2 separate regions of the Triticum aestivum genome follow, and region 1 is linked to region 2. A link is a contact called in public Hi-C data. All regions are on one chromosome and are shown on one strand. Each heading gives the region's core, a stretch centred on a gene start, on an enhancer-like site or on the middle of the called end of the contact. The rest is flanking DNA. Distances are from core to core; before and after follow the strand shown.

Region 1 (6,665 bases), core at 1,289-3,788, 370 kb after region 2:
TGATGTCCACGTCGCTGCCGCGGATGCGGTTCAGCATGCGCCGCGCCGCCTCCGGGTGCCCGCGCTCGATGAGCGAGTTGGGGGTGTCGGGGAGGAAGAGGGAGCCGAGGGTGATGATGCCTGCGGGGACGGCCGCCAGGGCCAGGCTGATGCGCCACCCGTACCCGGCCTTGATCTTGTTGGTGCCGTAGTTGATGAGCGCCGCCGCCAGGATGCCGATGGTGATCATCAGCTGGAACCCGATGTTGAGCATGCCCCGGAGACGCGCAGGCGCCATCTCCGACAGGTACACCGGCACAGACTGCATGCATAAAAAAACGTCCATTCCAATGTTAGACCAAACACAGATTTTCTTTCTTTTCTTTTATCATAATTTGAAAGCACAAACTAATAACATGACGCTTAATTAGATGTGCTTTAATAAAACTGTATTTACTAATCTTCACACTGTTTGTCTGCATTGCTTTCAGTAGGTTCTTCCTTGCTTCTTCCTCACATGACTATTGCTCTGAAAACGATGCCGTTGATCTAACGGAGTCAAAGTCTTTGGAGGACTAAATAAATAAAGCAATGGCCCGTGGAAAATTCCAACTTGCGTATCTCATTTCTCTGAACTGGCAATTTTATATCCTACTGTATGAATTATGTGACAAATCGTACTAGAAGGACATCCACGAATCTCTTTCCGTGGTTCCTACTTTGCTCATGATGCTCTTTTTTCGTACTGTACATATTTCTCTTGGAAGAGTAGTACGTAGATGCAAGGAAGGTTTAATCAGTTTCACATGCATCAACAGTTGTTTACGACAGACCCGTGAAGAAGGCTCGCTTGCTGCATGCACGTGAATCCTCGGATGAACCAACAGCTAGCCGGCCGGCCCAATGAATTGAACCAGTACTAGCACCAGCTGCTAAAATGAATACTATACTACCAGTATACTTTCAACAGCCCATCCTATCGCTGTTCAATGGAAGATTGAATATCTACGCGAGATCAATCAGGATACGTACGCAGTAGTAGTGTATTATATACATTTTTTTTAGGATAGTAGCTAAAAAGAGTCAAAATTAGCAGCTGGTACATATACAGCTTTGGCCATGGAAGCAAGTAATCTAATGAAGCGAAACAACAAAGCGGTCGTCAACATCTTGCAAGTAAACATCACCTACGCCCAGTTTGGACTTTGGGGAGCATCAAAGTGGGCCCTCTTTTCCCTCCCTTAAGGGTGAGATACTAATTAATTAACTAAATTTTATTATTTCCTAAATAAAATAGCCTACTGGCTTGGACTTTGCACATGCACGGTGGTTGTAACTTCCTATAGAGAATCTCGCTCTCTTTTGGAAACTCGTCCGGTGATGTATTTGATGGATACCTTGGACACGCATGATCATTGACAGAATCGTTCTTAATTGTAACAGAAGAATCAGCATATTTCTTTCTTGTCTCATTACATGGCTCGACATGGATGGATATGAGGATGACATGTACTTGTAGTATGTAGCTGTAAACTCATTTCATTTTGCCACCTACCCCTGGCCACTGTCTACTAAATTCGTGTATATATGCTACTTTGTGGAGTAGTTTATCAACAAAATCATTACTGTAGAAATAATCAAGTGCGGCTATACTAGTTAGGTTATGTACCGACGATTGATCCAACTAAAAAAGAGTATCGTCGGCGATTGAACTTGGAGTACTACGTAGTATATACGCGTACATCACATGGGCTGCCTTGACGTTAATTACAACGAGGAAATAAGCCACAGATAATAGGAGTACAGTACAAATGAAGGAGCTAAGGGAGCGGAGTATTATAGGTACTAGTCATTACCTGATTGGCGAAGCCAACGCCGACACCGAGAAGGATGCGTCCGACGATGAGCATGGCGATATTCTCCGCCGCCCCGTTGAGCGCGGCGCCGATGAGGAAGGTGAGCCCTCCGGTGAACATGGACCACTTGCGGCCCACGACCCGTGTGACGGTGGCGGCGAAGAAGGAGGAGACGAGCGCCGCGAGGTAGAGGGAGGAGGTGAACGTCTGGAGCAGCTGGTTGTCGTACTTGCAGTACTGGTTGGCGGAGCCCTTCATCTGCTTCTTGTTGTACACCTCCGGGAAGAACTTTTTCAGGAAAGGGTTCATGGACGTCACGCCCCCTGTACGTACGTACGTAGGAAATCAACACAGTCAGTAATTTTGCTTGTCGAATAGAGTAGAGGATGTGCATGCGTGATCCATGTACAGACCTGAGATACCGATGTCATATCCGAAGATGAGGCCGCCGGTGGCGGCGACGACGCAGGTGAAGAAGACGAAGAGGGTGAGCCTGCCAGGGTAGTCCTTGCCGCCGGACGTGTTCACGACGGCGCCGCCCGCCATGGTTGGTCGGTCGGCAAGAACTCAGAGCACTACAATGATTAAGCAGGCCCAAAGCTGATGATCAAGGAGGTATGGGGTGTGGTGAGAAGGCTGGGAGGCTCAAGCCCCTTATATAGAACTTTGTCTGGGTAATACTGGTAGCTAGCTAACAGCTAGATTGCGCTGTGTGTATGGTTGCAACTAGTAGTAGCATGCAAGCGGGTCAACGGCTGAGGTGGTGGTCAAAACTTGGACTAGATAGGTAGGAGATGGCTGCAAATATGAATGCCGAGTTGGAGGCATTATCTTAAACTCGCTGGCCGGCCGGCCGTCATGCGGCTGTCAAGTTGGTTGCTAGGTTTTGACTTGATCGATATGATTCAACCGGGCACCGTTGGTTCAAATTCAATCACATGCATACATCATGCACACACACTCATTCGTCTCCCGTCCGGCCAAGGGGGAGTAGTGCGCGAGTTGTGTTGATCGATGGATGGTCGAATAATCTAATCTAGTTAATGCAAGTCCAAAGAATCGTCTGAACTGCAATCTGAAACAAATCATGCATATTCATATTGATTTCAGCGATCGTTTCCCATGCGGAAATAGAATATGATTCAGCAAACCCTGGCATCCAGATACGGACGCCACCCGGGGTTAACTGTTTTAACCAGCGAGAAGATTTCCTTTTTCTTTTCTTTTTTGCGGGAAAAAATAGCAGCAAGCAGCTTTATTTTCGTGGGAGAATATTCTACAAGAAATTGGCGGTTCCCTCGTGATGGTGAGTCATGAGCAAATCTTTTTGGGTGCTTTACTGCACGCACCGGCCATGAATTCGGACCCTAAAGTTGATCCAACGATTCAAGGGTATCTCGTGTGCTCTCCATCCTAATTCTTATCCCTGGGATGGTCAGTGTATCGATCGATCATGCTGTTTCTTTTTTTCAGAGGTGCATATGATATAATATAATTAAAAGAATGGAAGCTTCCTTGTTTCGGATCTTTTTCGATGTTGATATGCGAGTCGGCCGCTAACTAGCCGGCGAGCCTGACAAAACCAACGGCTCCTTCGTCTTGTTCAGGTCAGAGATACTTCCATCCAAATTAAACAAGTGCATACGCAACTCTACCCTAGCTGACAAGAAGAATTACGCGCGCAATTGTTTGCTGCTTGCGCACATGCCTGACAACCAGTTGGATACAACTCGTTAAAAAAACGTTGGATACAAGGTATGCATGATTAACTGCACGAATCACGGAGCACGATTACTTGTTTTTTTTTCTGATGATGATGGAGATGGAAGAGAAGACTCTCCGGCCGGTGCACGTGCTGCCTGTGAAGCATTGGCTGTGTTCCACTGCGTTTTACAGATGTGAAATGGGGAGAAGGAAACATATATATCTGGACATTCAACTGTCAGATCAGCCAGACACTTTTCGATGGAACTTGCATCAAATGGCAAATTTTCGGTCAAATCCATGTATGATGCAATGGTTCATTCTAATGTTCCAGTAGATAACAGGAAATTGTGGAAGCTAAAAATTCCTCTCAGAGTGAAGATTTTCCTCTGATTTCTTAACAAAGGAGTCATCCTAACTAGAGATAATCTGACACGACGAAACTGGCATGGTTCCAAGACATGTATCTTTTCCCAACATGACGAGTCTATCAAACACCTATTTTTTGAGTGCAAGTTCGTTCGGGCAGTTTGGGCTATGGTCCAAGTAGCTTCGAATTTATACCCACCACGTAGTGTACGAAATATGTTCGGCAACTGGTTGCGGGGTATAAATAAACAATTTTCTGCACATATTCTTGTGGGAGCGGCGGCCTTATGCTGGGCAATGTGGCTTACCAGGAATGATGTGGTTTTTAACAATAAATGTGTCTCATTTCCTATGCAGATTATTCATGTTTGTACACGATGGCTCCGTACTTGGTCTATCCTGCAGAAGCCGGAAGACAGGGACATTTTTATGATGGCGTCTACACGGCTGGAGCGTACGGCCAGGGAGGTTTTCTACCCCATGGATGGCGGTGTGATTTACGGATAGGATCTACCGCTCCTTAGGCTGGACACGATTTATTGCTTGGCATTGTATCAAATTATTTTATTTTTATGGTATTCTGAACTTTTTGGTTGTGTGCATCTAGCTATGCAAAGGCCGGACTTTCTTTCGATATGATTGTATCATCTCGATATATATCTATTCAATAAAAAGTCCTTTACCGAAAAAAAACATCTGGATTTGGATGGATCGTTGACTTTGTAAGTAGTGTTTGCAAAGGCAACGGCTATCTCTCTTGTATTCTATGGATCAGAAGAATAACCAAGCTGCTCGATCGGTCGTTAGTCATACCTTGCATGCGTATGGCCGTAGAAACTAGGCGTACAGACACGGAGCTAGATTATGTATCACTTGTTTACACGCCGCCGCTATCCGTTGGAACAGACACCGGCCGAGCTAACTTAGCTTCGCTAGTTACTTAATCTGCAGACAAAAGCCTTGCTTACTTAGCTAAGCCGCGCAATCCGCAGACTGCTGGCCTTCATCCACATGCATCTTAGTTTGTTTAGCACATGCATTATGCAAGCTGTCCTGCCGCTTAACTATATGTCATGCAGTGTATAGTATAGTAACAGTTCTATCTATGTACAATCAATGAAGCACTTGCCGTCTTGATGCGCGATAGGGACATGCAGAGACTAGTTTTTCTTCTTCTCCGGAACAAGGCTGCTCGTTGAAACACTGTACTGTAGCAGACAAGGAGCAGAGAGAGATGGGGAAAATATCATCAAACCATTTCTCTCAACTTTTGAATTGTCAAACGCACGCGTCTACAGATTAAGGCATGTCACTGTCAGTCAAGTCTTTGCTTCTCCTGTGCTGCTCTTCTTTCTTCCTTTCTTTCACACCCACGCTGACCGCTGACTACGGAAACCCCGCTAGCTACCAACCTACTCTTCTTCTATCCAATTCCAAACTGACGTGAACTATTTCTTCCGACGAAGCCATCTATGAAAGTGGCTGCTCCTCCTTTTATCGATCTCTTTCATAAGCTAGGAAGCTAGGAAGCCAATGCTAAAATGGATCGATCGTGAGGGAAGGCGCATGGCCATGTGCTAGATTTTTTTTTGAGCGGCTTTTTTTTTCAGCAGTCATCATAGGGTGAGGGCTCTGCTAGTTTTTTTTTTCTTTCTTTGCGTCAAATTGGACTGGGCCTGCCCATCAAGTAGTACCGCGGCAAAAAATTAAGGGGCAGGCGCTCTGAACAAAATTTCGGACATAGGAACATTTTCTGAATATTTGATTTTTTTGAAAAAGCATAAATTGTTCTTGAAAAACGTAAACCATTTTTTGAATTTGTGAACAAACTTTGAAACCACAAACGTTTTTTTAAATTTGTGAACAAATATTATCAAATGGAGACATTTCATGATATTCCAAAAAAATAAAACCACGAAATTCTACGATTTGGTGATTTTTTTAAATGGAATATTTCATGAAATTCCGAAAAAAAATAGTAATGGCAACATTTTTTTAATTATTGAACATTTTATGAAACACGGACATTTTTTTAAGTCCTCACCAAATTTTGAAACCACAAATATTTTTTGAAATTCCTAAAAATTGAAACTTCAAAAAATTTCCAATTTGTGAACACAATTTTAAAAAGGAACTATTTTTGGAATTCCTGCACATTTTTTGAAATTCTGACCAAATTTTCATAAGAAAGACTTTTTAAAATCCATGTAAAATTTTGAAACTCGAACAATTTTTTAAAAAATTGAAAAAAATTAAATATAGGAACATTTTTGAAAATCTCAACAAAATTGAAATTTCCAAAAAATATTGGAAAGAAAGTTCAACTTGAAAAGGGAAAAAAGGAAGAAAAAACAAAAAGGAAAACATACAAATAAAAGAAAAAAAGAATAAATAAACAAAAACAAAAACTGAGAACCAGAAAAAGAAAAACGGTAAACGCGTCAAAAACCTTCCGAAAGGTTCACAAAAACAGTGCTCCTCGCACGCTCAGATGGGTCAACCCATTCTATCGACAGGGGTGTGCGATCGGTCGACACTCTGCCGCAAAATGCGGCAGATAGGATTTTCCCTGCTAGATGCAATCACCACGGTGAAAAGAGGGCAAAAGCTAGTTGGGACCAACTGGGCCTTGGCTCGTCTAGCCCAATAGAAAATTGGGAAATGTGATAAAAAAAACTTGGGCATTAGGAACAAGTGTTATGTGTGGTTTCTTCGCAAACAATCGACATGTAGCTCCGCCACTGGCATAAAGGGAGG
Region 2 (6,863 bases), core at 143-2,642:
CAAGGGGGCTTCACTAATGTTGCAGACCACATAAAAGGATTCATAAAACAAAGCTATCCTAGCCCTGTTTGTCAATCACAATTTTTCGTTGCTTGAAATAACCTCACAATTTGTTATCAAAATCAACAAAATTTGCTTAAAGATGTGTTTCTAAATTCTAGGAATTTTTGGGATAAAAATAAGGGCAAAAATAACCACAGTGGATCAACAATAGCTATAGTTTATCTTCTTGAAACCATTATAGTTCTTTTTTGCCTTAAAAACCATGGCATTTGCTTAAAAGGAACATAGCTTTTGCCTAAAGTAAGTAAGGTATTTGCTCAGAACAAGGGGTTTCACTAATGTTGCAGACCACCTAAAAGGTTTCATGAAACAAAGCTATCCTAGCCCTGTTTGTCAATCATAGTTTTTCGTTGCTTGAAATAACATCACAATTTGCTCTCAAAATCAATAGAATTTGCTCAAATATCTGTTCCTAGATCATAGCAATTTTTGGGATAAAAATAACCACAGAAAATCTCTTTTTTGGACTAGCACTCATGAAAAAGAAGTTGTAGCACAATATAGATGAGTATATGAAGTCTTTTTGTATAAAACTGACCAAAATAATCCAAAAAATCCAGGAAGAATCAACAAGGACAGGAGTAGGTACTTTGGCAAATCCCAGGCGAATTATATGGAAGAGCTGGGCAAACCTGATCTCCTTGTGTGTCCTTGCTTAGTATTTTCTTTCAGTTTTTGTCAATTTTCTTTGACTGACAACCCCCCTATGTCGCCATTGCAAGGTGAACCGAGGTCTCTAGATCTGGGAAACGAGGCTTGGGGGAGAAGAAGATGGGATTCATGGGTGGTTTGCTCAGGAGAAGGGAACGGCTAAGGGGGGACCAGGTGGAGTTGGCTTGCGGGGAGGGTGGGCATGCAATTCGCGTGATACAGTGGTGGACAGGTGGGTTTCCTTTTTCGCGCGGGGGAGGGACCAAAACCTTCCTTTTATGGCCGACTGTCAGGGAATACTAGGGAGCACCCGGCCACTCCCTAGCCACGTCCTTATTCTTTTTTTCTCTCTCCATCCCACTAATCAAATGCAGTTGACCAGACAATTCGGAAACAAAGTAAGGGACATAGTTGCATGCATGCACAAATGGAGGCTCAAAATAGACCCGCCCGGTCTTTGTCCAAACGCGTCCGCGGATATTTCAGGGGTCATATTTGGTTACTGTAGATACTCTGACACCGATAAATACCAAATTCAGTTTTCAGGAGAATACCTTAGGTGCAAAGTTGTCAGGGGTCATATTTGGTTACTGTAGATACTCTGACACCGATAAATACCAAATTCAGTTTTCAGGAGAATACCTTAGGTGCAAAGTTGTCAAAATCCCCTTAATAAAAATCCAAAAAAGAAGATGATGGAATCAAACCTCAACACCTTTACCCTCCGCACGTTATAGCAATTGCGAATTGCGATTGCGGCGCACCACACGACCACAACAACCCCTCTTCCTCCTCCCTCTCTCTTCGCACTAACCAATCCGAGTACAACTCGCCGTACTCGCACGCACACATAGGCAGATCCAATCCGACTGTACAAAAGCGCCGCCGTCCGCCGCTCACGTGGAAGAGGGAGAGGGAGCAGCGGAGAGGAGAAGGTAACACTAGCTTCTTCTTCTTCTTCTTCTTCTTCTTCTTCTTCTTGGTTATCGTCTCCTTCCCTTAGTTAGATTTAGTTTTGCGGTTTCATGATCTCTGCTCTATCATACATGCTAGATAGATACGCGCTGTTTCTCGGTTCGTCTGGCCGTGCCCCGTTCTTGATTTCAGTTGCGGATTCCCGTTCCTTGATTTGGTTTCCTCGAAGCAAAGAACACTGGAAGGATCCATATCGAATTGGATTCGACACGAATCTATGGCCTGGCTACTCGAATCTAATCGCGTTGTAGTGGAAGCTAGCTGTACGGTGGCTTAATGGAATAGAATTGCGACGCTGTTTTCTCTTGACTTAATCCCAGATATTAAAAAATAGCTGCACTGAGCATAATACTACTACTCCTTCCCACCATCGTTACCAGATTTTTTAGATTGGAAAGGCTCATTAATAATGATTAGCAGTGCAAAAGTTGTATCTTTCAGCTGTAAAATACAGTGAAAGGACATTGACGTGTCAGTTTCTGTCTCGTGCAAATCGTGACATGGGAACGGGGATACAGGGAAAAGTGCCCTTCGCTTGCTTCCCCCCTCACGGGAGGAGAGACAGTGTGGTGTGGAGGGACTTCTGGGGTTGAGGTGTAGGATCTCTCAAATCTCAATAATTGTGATCGGAATCAGTGACATCAAGAACCCTTTCGGTTTGGATCTTGTCCTTTTTGTTACAACTTGTAAAGTACTAGTATATATTGGCGATAATTGTGGAGTCTATCAACTTAGGTTTGCTTGGACTTGTTATAATCTCAATCGAACAGCAGTGGTATGCATATGCTTTGTTCTTGCATGGAACTGAATATTTTGTACTTGTCTTCAGTTTCAGTTGAATGTAGGCCCTGATGATTAAGGAATGATTCTCCTTTGGTACTACCTCTGTTCACTAATGTAGGACGTTTTCGCAGTTCAATTTAAACTGCAAAAACTTCCTACATTAGTGAACAGAGGGTATAGTTGTGTACATCAACAATTAATGGTTGCTTTTGGACTCAAAGTTAACTGCAAATAGTTCGGCCTTTTGCTGTATATATTACTCCCTCCATACCAAAATATAAAAGATGTCTTATATTTTGGTACAGAGGTAGTATATGCTTAACATGCTAAAACCATACGCAATGGAACATTTCAAGTCAAGATTTCACGTGTTAGTGTATTATGCGTGCCAGATTGCTCACACTCTTCTTGTTTCTGCAGGACTTCCACGACTATATGCAACCTCCTGGAACAGTCTAGTTCCTAAATCCTTCTTCCATTCTGGCAGATATCAAGAGATCATTCAGGTCTCGCACCTCTGAGTGGGTGTGGATTTGCAACAATTCTGCGATCAACTTATCGCTGCCTCTTGGAGTAATCCCATCATACATCTGGAGATTACGGCGAGCACTGGAGGGACTTTTTGTTGATTACGGTTAATTGAGGAAAGCAGCTGAGATGTAACAATTTTTTTGAGCTGAGCTCTCTTCCAAGACAGGCCTGTGATTTAGCAATGTGATTGGATCAACTCTGTTTTTGGATCTGGTGTTAGCTCAGTTGACACTAGAGTTGACTTATGGTTAGGTTTTTCTGTTTTTCATCCTCTACTACACAACAGAAACCGAAGGTATGGAAAATAGCTGATGTATTTTGAATAATTTCCAATTGTATTCTTTGTTTGAGCTGACAACTAATAGTTTCCCAAATATCTTTGTTCCCCTTTTGTACTTTAGGAGGCCTTTCTGCTAGCAGATAAGACCATGCTTACTGTTTCAAAGAAAGATTCTCAGGAACAAACAGTGAAGTTCACTACTGGATCAGTGGGCCCGAAGCAGATGGCGGATGAAAATAACCATTCAGTTGCTAGTGGGCAGTATGATATTAACTCATCATCTCACCAAGAATGCTGGAGATCTGATGAATGGAATAGACATGCATGCTCTGATGATGACAAAGAGGAGAAAGTTGGGCACCTACAGAAGAGCCAGTCTCTTGGGAACATGCTTCAAGAGGATTGTGATCATCATGGCAGTGAAGGTACTGAGTGTGACATTACAGACCATGATTACAGAAGCCATTGCTCTGGTTTCAAGAGCAATACAGATGTTGAAGAATCCACTAGGTTAGGCAGCAAGAACAACGAGAATGTTTTTGATGCCTCATCTGACCTGATCAGTCATGGTGTTTATGAACCTTCAGTTGATCATGCCGCTGATTCTGACAGGCATCACTCTTATGACCACAGCAAATTTCCAAGGTCACAATCTGCTATATTTCAGAATAATTCTGATAGTGACCGAGAAGGTTCTGTTGATTCTGAGAGACTAGGCCCCCGTTGCAGATCTTTTGAGGATTTATGTTCAATGGACGGTGAAAAGGTTGATTACTTGAGTGGTGATGAAACAAATCGCTCGAAATCAAATTTGCCTGTGCTTTGTGCTGGACCTTCTTCGCCAGGTATCTCTGAATTATTAGACTTGGAGAATGGTTCAGGAGGTCGCTCTGATGCTGCTGAAGATGGCCAACGGTCCTCTGCAAGTGTAGATGGGAAGTTTGTGAGGGATGGGATGATAAGTCATGACTACTGGGATGGCAAATATATTGCTGCTGATAATTCAGCTCATCCAGTTGCCACTTGCTTTGGGGATTCAGGGCATTATTGTGTCATCAATGGTGCTTTAAATCAAGAGAGGGAAGAGAAATTGTGGAACAGAAATAGCGGTCTCGACCAGGAGTCACTTGGCATTGACATGCCTAATTTGAAGAACCCGTCTGACTCGAAGGATATTAGTGAGGAAGCTGAACACAATGAAACTGAAATGAATGGTGATCAGCATTTTGACGAGGACTCAAATGAACTTAGTCCAAGAGCTTACAGCATTAAAAGGATCGAGGATTGGATCAGCCAAATTGATATTGACAGTGACATCATTGTGGAGGAGCAGGGAGAAAGTTCAAGTTCTGCATCAACAAAATATAGCGAGTCGGTGGTCAGTGTTTCTGCTGTGCGCCCTGATGCTAAAAGTCCTCTTGGCATGGAGATAGCTTACACTTATATTTCAAAATTGACTCCTGTTTCTTCATCTGCACAATTGCCAAACCTTGGTTTGGTTGCAATCCCAAGACTGAGCGCGTTCTCAGGCCTACGGCTGTTGAACTTATCAGGGAATTCAATAGGTGAGTATTCTTCCTATAATTCAGCAGATTAATTATTGCTATTATTGGAATATTCATTTGTTTCAGGAGATAATGTCATCAATTTCTCTAACATCTGGGGTTTTCTGCACAGTGCGCGTAACTGCAGGAGCTCTCCCGAAAGGTCTTCACATGTTAAGCCTGTCGAAGAATAATATCTCGATTATTGAAGGCCTTAGAGAACTAACACGCTTACGCTTGCTGGACATAAGCTATAATAGGATCTCTAGAATTGGCCATGGTATGGTTTTCAACAGCTTTTACTTTCTCCTTATGAAATATGCTTAATTTATGGAGAACTGAGCGCTAGCTTAGTGCTTGGGCCACTGTCTGGTGCTCTGGGCTTGCACGGTTCTGCCGCCAATTACTAGTTAATATGTAGGCTGTCCTGATAATAAATTTAATCATGTTTCCCATCAGTATCCTCTGAACAGAGAAATCACTATGCTCCATGGTCCTTGTTATATTCAATGTTTTGAAGAGGAAAATACAGTCCAGTGCATAACATGGAATGATTTATTCTTAATAAAATTGCACCATACTCTTGCAGTTAATGACAGTATAAAACGAACAGATTTGCTTGCTTCTCATTGATTTATGTTTTGGGACACCTTTTAGGTTTGGCTTCATGTTCTTCTTTGAAGGAGTTATATCTGGCTGGTAACAAGATCAGTGAGGTAGATGGCCTTCACCGCCTTCTGAAGCTAAAAGTTCTGGACTTGCGCCACAACAAGATTTCTACATCCAAGGGCCTTGGTCAACTGGCTGCGAACTACAATTCCCTCGAAGCCATCAACCTAGATGGCAACCCGGCACAGAAGAACGTAGGTGACCAGCACCTGAAGAAGTACCTGTTAGGCCTCTTGCCAAACCTTGCTGTGTACAACAAGCAGCCTGTAAGAGCAACTGGCTCAAAAGAGGTCTCGGACCGTCACACACGCAAGATCTCTTCTTCCCATCGTTCTGACCGCAGTTCCAGATCGGACCGCAAATCTTCCAGGTTGGTGGCTGGCACATCTTCACGGCATGCCCGTCCTGCACATGCTTCAGGCCCTTTGGTGAAGCAGTCGAGGTCCCGGAACATGCCAATGGCAGCGCTGGGCTCTAGACCAGTGGAATATGCGGGTGCTGGAGTTCCAGCGAAGCAAATTCAGATGGAGGAAAATTCGCAGTGACATCATCCAAGCAGAGCTGCCTAGCCAGCCAAGGCTTTTGGACAAGGATGTTGCAAGTTTTCCTGTTAAGTTTGTAAAATAATTAAGCTCAAACAGTATGGTGAAGAGCACTTTTCTTATACTGCTAAAGACATGTATTTTTTTTTGTCATAGTACTACGTGGCAGTGTTTTTGAATAAGAGTACACAGGAATGTTGTAAGACAAAACACAAATACCTCTGTGAATTGAATTGGTACCGCCAGTCAGATGTTTTTGTCTAGCGTGTTTTGGTTTGGCTGTTGCTGCAAGCTGAAACCTGAAAGTAGTTTTAAGTTCCCTTTTCCTACCCAAAATCAGGTTGGGGAATCATTTTGCACAGGAAAATACTTTATAGGCACCCACGTGGTTGAGATAATTCTTCAAGCGGTGAATACTTGCACTATTCCTTCAGGGTGGAACGAGACTGCAATTGTGATGATTCCTAAAATAAATTATCCGAAGAAGGTTGCTCAGTTTAAGCTAATTAGTTTGTGTAATGTGGTATATAAGGGGCTACACGATTGAAATTAATCTTACATGAGGTATTAGTAGCTCTACTTGAAGTGATTTTGTCCCCGGATAATGATTACCAACTAGTGGCCTATGAGTGCTATCACACAATTAAAAATAAGAGGGAAGGTCAGGAGGGTATGTGTGCTATTAAGGTGGACATGTATAAAGCCTATGATCGTGTTGAGTGGATTTTCTGAAGGAAATTATGTTGAAGCTCGGTTTTCATACAAGTTTGGTTAACTCAATTATGGCATGCATATCAACTTTAGAGTGTGAGTCCGGTTTAATTC

Evidence for each region. Hi-C and Micro-C count contacts between places; a contact is called where the count stands out from the background.
Region 1: a contact with region 2 is called in a Hi-C map of leaf, with 2.7 times the contacts expected there. The contact joins the promoter of LOC123188836 here to the promoter of LOC123188835 in region 2. A contact is called at or near these places in 2 of 5 Hi-C or Micro-C datasets (both in leaf).

Annotation. Positions count from the first base shown.
Region 1 is chr2A:411,876,924-411,883,588 of IWGSC CS RefSeq v2.1, forward strand. LOC123188836 (sugar transport protein MST3) reads right to left here and starts at 2,539. Exons shown (of 3, transcript XM_044601114.1): 1 at 2,249-2,539; 2 at 1,836-2,158; 3 at 1-301. The coding sequence starts at 2,381.
Region 2 is chr2A:411,508,921-411,515,783 of IWGSC CS RefSeq v2.1, forward strand. LOC123188835 reads left to right here and starts at 1,393. Exons shown (of 5, transcript XM_044601113.1): 1 at 1,393-1,649; 2 at 2,893-3,298; 3 at 3,405-4,848; 4 at 4,961-5,107; 5 at 5,485-6,301. The coding sequence starts at 3,248. The coding sequence ends at 6,041.